Linked DNA regions of Podarcis muralis: region 1 is linked to region 2. Evidence: chromatin contacts called from public Hi-C data. All regions are on one chromosome and are shown on one strand. The core of a region is the stretch at or near the end of the contact, and the rest is flanking DNA. Distances in the headings are between cores, read along the strand shown.

What was found. Hi-C and Micro-C count contacts between places; a contact is called where the count stands out from the background.
Region 1: a Hi-C map of blood shows a contact between it and region 2, with 2.1 times the contacts expected there. The contact joins the promoter of SLX4 here to the promoter of GTF3C1 in region 2. A contact is called at or near these places in 2 of 3 Hi-C or Micro-C datasets (blood and tail).

Annotation. Positions count from the first base shown.
Region 1 is chr14:55,156,614-55,159,313 of rPodMur119.hap1.1, forward strand. SLX4 (SLX4 structure-specific endonuclease subunit) reads left to right here and starts at 1,347. Exons shown (of 14, transcript XM_028705885.2): 1 at 1,347-1,827; 2 at 2,011-2,214; 3 at 2,567-2,700. The coding sequence starts at 1,362.
Region 2 is chr14:54,910,397-54,913,096 of rPodMur119.hap1.1, forward strand. It overlaps GTF3C1 (general transcription factor IIIC subunit 1), which reads left to right and starts at 1,375. Exons shown (of 37, transcript XM_028705481.2): 1 at 1,375-1,629; 2 at 2,697-2,700. The coding sequence starts at 1,409. It overlaps KATNIP (katanin interacting protein), which reads right to left and starts at 1,303. Exons shown (of 26, transcript XM_028705487.2): 1 at 1,170-1,303.

The DNA of each region.
Region 1 (2,700 bases), core at 97-2,596, 250 kb after region 2:
TATTCTGAGCCTGTCTTCGAGTGTGTGGTTCTTGGATCCCTTCTACAATGCGCACGGGAAGAGAGTGGCTCCACACTCTTCACAAAACGCACTGGCAATTAAGGCCAAGTGCTTCTAAGCATGCTCAACTTCCCCTCCCACCGCCCAATGGCAGATGCAAGGAGCAGATCTTTTCCTGCAGCAGTGAGTTCCGCAGGCTTACTTTGGAAGGTCAAACAAGAGTACAGCCAAGAAATTGAAGCAAAGTAGCGGCCAAGAGGCCTGATCTTTATTGTTGCAACAAGGCTCCCAGCTACAACACAGAAGCAGAAATAAGCCCAGATCAATGGGTTACATCTGTATTTCAAAGTTTCTCAGAATGCATCATCAAGACATCATAGATATGTCAGAAAAGGTGTGGTCTCGGGTAGAACCTGAGATCCAGGCATGCCCCTGTCACTCAAATATAGTCTCTTACACTTACTCCATCACAGAACAAAAGCATTTACAGTTTCCAGGTCCCGGAGTCAAGTCAAATACACCTCTTTGTCTTGACCATCCCACTAAGGGGTGGGTAGTAGGCATTGTGATTGAGATGGCGATCTGTCTGACACTCTCGGGGCAGGATATCACCCTTATACCTCACTTCCCTGGATCCTAAATGCCATTGGAACTGAGAAGATTGATATGAGTGATTTCCTATGAATTTCATTCTCTCATTGATCCACTACATGGATACAGTTATCAGCGAATTGCTACATTTGGTATTGACACTTTCCCTGTTTTCCTTTGTTGGAGTCTCAGGCTCCTGAGCTGAGCTCCCTTTGCGGATGCAATCAATGCCTTTGCAGAGATGTCACTGTTATTTTCTCTTGCTGTTATTTTCTCTTGAGGATTTGCTTTGACAGGTGAAAGGCAGGGAAATGTATGTGAGTGAATGGTTTGGTGACGTGCAGGGGAGACTCCTCATGGTGTGTGTGTCGGGGGGTCTCTCACTCCCCCTTCCAGTTTTCTCAGTTGCTGTGCATTGCAAAAGGGGCAGCACTCCAGTCCGGGTGAAGAGGGGGCTTTGCAGAGCTCGCCTGGCCCTTGGAGAGCTCGCCTGGCCCTTGGCTACACCAGGCAGCTGCCTCGTTGAGGGGCAAGTCAAGCAGCCAGACTTCTGCCCAGAGGGAAGCCTCGGCCGCCCTTGGACCTGGGCAAGAACCAGCCGGGGGTCTGGAAGGGGAGACGAGGCCGAGTCCATGGGGAGGGATGCACCCGCAGAATCCTAGGAGGGGGGGTCCCAGGGTCATCTAGTCCAGTGTTGTCCATCTTGGGTCTCCAGCAGTTTTCGGACTACAATTCCCATCATCCCTGACCACTGGTCTTACTAGCTAAAGATGATGGGAATTGGAGTCCAAAAACTACAGCGTCTCGGCTCGGTGGCGTCATCATCCGGCGCAGCGCTGGATCCGCCCATCGGCTCCCAGGCCGGGTCCCGGCATGCACCGCGCCGCCCCACCCGGCGCCTCCGGAACCCCTTCTGGGGGCGGGGAGGCGCTTCCGCTTCCCAGCCCGGCCGCTCTCCGCTCTGCGTCTCTATGGCGAGTCCTCCGGCCGCGAGCAGCGCATGCGCGGTAGGCACTCCGCCGCCCATGGGCGACTCGGAGGACGAGTTCCGGGAGTCCCGCCGCGGGCGCCTCAAATTGGCGGGGGGTCCCCAGGGGGGTCGCCGCCGCCGCGCGCCTCCCCCTGCTCCTGCCCGCGGGGACGAGGCGGAGGCCCCCGGGAAGACCGAGGATGGCGGAGAAGGGGGCGGAGGAGCCCCTTCAGGGGCGTCTGGACTCCCCCCCGCTTCGCATATTGGTATGACCCGCTTCCTTTGTCTTCGCTCAGGCGGGTCGTACCAATAAGCTCTACGGGGGGGGCGTGTGTCAGCCTGTTTCTGGGGGTTCTGGTGGGTTGGGGGGCCTGGGGGACACACACACACAGGGGGCAGCTCCTCTCTCTGCAGCAGCAAATGGAGCCCGCCTGGTTTTTCCCCGGCAGGAGCCCCTCCAAGAGCGGGAGACGCAGCAGCAGAGGAAGGAGGACGCGGTGGAGGAGGAAGATGCAGCCGCCCCTGGCAGGGGCAGCCGGAGGAGGAGCAGGGATCCGTGCAGGTGACCCTGGAGCCCCTGGTGCTGCCAGGCGCCTCAGCCAGGAAGGAGGAGGAGGAGGACCGTGCCAGGAGGCCACCCGCTTGCGAGGACGGTCAGTGTCAGGACTGCCCCGTTTCCTGCCATGGCTCAGTATTGACGTGTTGGGGGTGGTGGTGTTGGCAATGGGCAGATCCTTCACCCCCCCAGCTCAGATGCAGCGTTTGCATCCAAGGAAAACAGGATCCTGCCCAAACCTGCTTGCTGGATTGAAGGTCTGGGTCCCAAGGCTGGTCGCTGTCCAAACGTCACAGCTGAGGCTTGGAAAATGCTTTCCAGGCTCCTCCTGCACCACAGAGGCACTGTCCCAGGCACCAGACCACAGCCCCCTGCCCAGGGTGTCCCGGGGGTGACACTGCTCTGAGGGAGCCAGGGGGCCTGGGGCTGACTCTCTTCTTCCCCCCTAGTCCAGTCCTTGGGATGCCACGGGGCTGCTCATCCGGAGCTGCAGCCGGGAAGCCTGGAGGAGGCCGGCTGGGTGTTCTGCCAGATCTGCCAGAAGGACCTCTCTGCCATGAACTCCGTCCGGAGGGAGCAGCAT
Region 2 (2,700 bases), core at 125-2,624:
CTTTGGAACTCCCTGCCTAGAGGAGCCAGGCTGCTCCCTCCTTGCTGTCCTTCCGCAGACAGGCAAAGGCCTTCTTTTTCAAACAGGCTTTTGGGACCAGACTGTTTTCAAGGAAAGGGCTGGTGCCATGCTGTTGTCATGGTAATTATTTGCATGGTTTTAATTCTATTAATGCTTGATGGCTTTTGAGAGGGAGTTTTTCTTCAAAGAATCATAGAACTGCAGAGTTGGAAGGAACCGCAAAGGTCATCCTAGCCCATCAAGGAAGGGCTTCTTCTACGTTTGTAGCTGTTAATTTATGTGTAAACCGCCTTGAGAGAAAAAGCAGGGTGTGTGTTTGTGTGTGTGTGTGTATATATATATATATACAGACAATAGTTTGGTTTGGCATCTGTCTGTCTCAGGAGACAAAAGGGGAGTGCACCATTGCAGGTGAGGTTGAACTACTAAGTCAAAATAATAATGATAATGATAATCATATAACTAAAATAGCATCTCCACCCCCCATTGTTCAGTCTGGACCCTGAGGTCCCGATCCAAGGGCCTTCTGGTGGTTCCCTTACTGTGAGAAGCGAGTGGAATGACATCCCACAGATGTCAAGGAAATAAACAACTATCAGACTTTTAGAAGACATCTGAAGGCAGCCCTGTTTAGGGAAGTTTTTAATGTCTGATGTTTTATAGTGAGTTTTTTAAATAATAATTTTAATTAGTTTTACATATAATCACATTGCGTAACATCATATCCTCTTATTAAATCTTATTATTAAGGACTTCCCTCCCCCCTGCCTAATGGTTTACAAACTTAAATTTTGCATCACTGCATTTCACTCTCTTTCCTATTCATGTTATATCATTACCTAAAGTTATTACATTACTCATCCTGAATAGGTAATAATTTCATCTTACAAATCTTTTTTTATCGTGTTTTTAATATTTTTAATCGTGTTTTTAATATTCTGTTGGGGCCGCCCAGAGTATAAATAAATTATTATCATGATTGTTACGATGATGATTATTATTAATTACGACCAGTCCCTGCAGCCAGCACGGCCAGTGGTGTCAGCGGTGGGGCTGCCAGTCCGGGGCGCCCGGAGGTCTGTGGAGCCGCCCGCCCCCCCCCGGCTCCTCCCTCCGCCCCCCAGCGCCCTTTCCCCGTCGCCCCCTACCCCGTCGCCCCGCACTCGCCGGACCCTCCCGGGGGCGCCGCGGCCCTGGCAGGCGCGGCGGGGCTCACTCCATCTTCCTCTTCCTCCTCCTCCTCCTCCTCCTCCTCTTCTTCCTCTTCCTCGCCCTGCTGCCAGGCGCCGCTGTTGGGCCGTTGCCATGGAGACCCCGCGGGAAGCGGCGCTCGGAGAGGCGGGGCGCGTCATTTCCGGCGCGCCGGAAGGAGGGCGGCCGAGGCGCCATGGAGGCGCTGTGGGCCGCGCTGGGCGAGGTGGCGCTGGAGGGCCTGGACGGCGTGACTCCCGGGGCCCTCTGGGAGCGCCTGGCCGGCCGCGTGCCGCCCTTCCCGCTGCCCCTCGAGCCCGACGTCCGGCAGCTCCTCTGGGCCTCCCTCGCCGCGCACGCGCAGCTCCGCTTCTACCTGCTCCCTCAGCCCAGGCCGCCGCTGCACCTCTACGACCGGTGAGCCGGGAGGGGCCCCCAGGGGTCATCTAGTCCAGCCCCCTTGCAGGAGCAGCGGCGCCTCGGACGGGGGGGGCGACCCCGAGCCTCTCTTTAAGAAGCCTCTCGGGAAGGAGAGCCGAGCGGATATCTCCCCCCACCCCCGTCAGGAAGCTCTTCCCAAGGGCTCGGGTGTCATTCACGTTTCTAGTCCTGGGGAGGCAGACGCTGGGGAGGCCCCTTGCCTGGTTCCGCCAAGGTGTGGAAAAAGGAGTTTGATATAAGATTGGCGGTATCCTAGTGCCCCCAATGCTCCAGTTCTCCAAGGGGAAAAAAGGTGTTAGAACTGTATACCTTTGAGTACCCCCAGGAAAGAAGCACAGAGTTCCACTCTACAGATCTGTGTTGCCATCATGCAGTGCCGGATTTACATATAAGCTAAACAAGCTATAGCTTAGGGCCCCACTCTTGGGCCCCCCCAAAAAAATGTAAAGAAAAAAACTGGATGTACATTTCCAAAATATAAATTAAAAAACAATAAAATAAAACCTACATACGGCAGCAGTGTTTTGTGTTGCGTAGGTTCCTATGATGTAAGTCATGGGCCCCACCTGCTAGCCTGCTCCCTAAAAGATCACTGGTTTGCTAATTTCTATATATAGGGTGCCTACATTCTGCGTGTGCAAATGGCTTTAGATATTAGGTCCATCAATTACTATATAGCATATCTTCAACGCAAAAAACAGCGACCGTTTGTTGTTGACAAAGTACAGCTGGACATAATCAAGGGCCCCATTACCTTCAGGAGCTTCGGGCCGCATCAAACCTAAATCCAGCCCTGCCATCATGCTTGGGATGTGCTGTGTACAGTTCTGGTTGCCTCTCCTCGAAAAGGATATTATAGGAACTTCAGAAAAGGGTAATGAAAATGAGACAAGGACATGATGGAGTGGCTCTCCTATGAGGAAAGGTTTGTTTAGAGGAAATGAGGGGAGCTGCTTTTTAAAAAAGCAAAAAACTAACCCGCTGCAAATCTTGGGCAGGCAGGCTGGGGTTGAGAAGAACTAATTCTCTTCTTCTCATTTTAGGTAT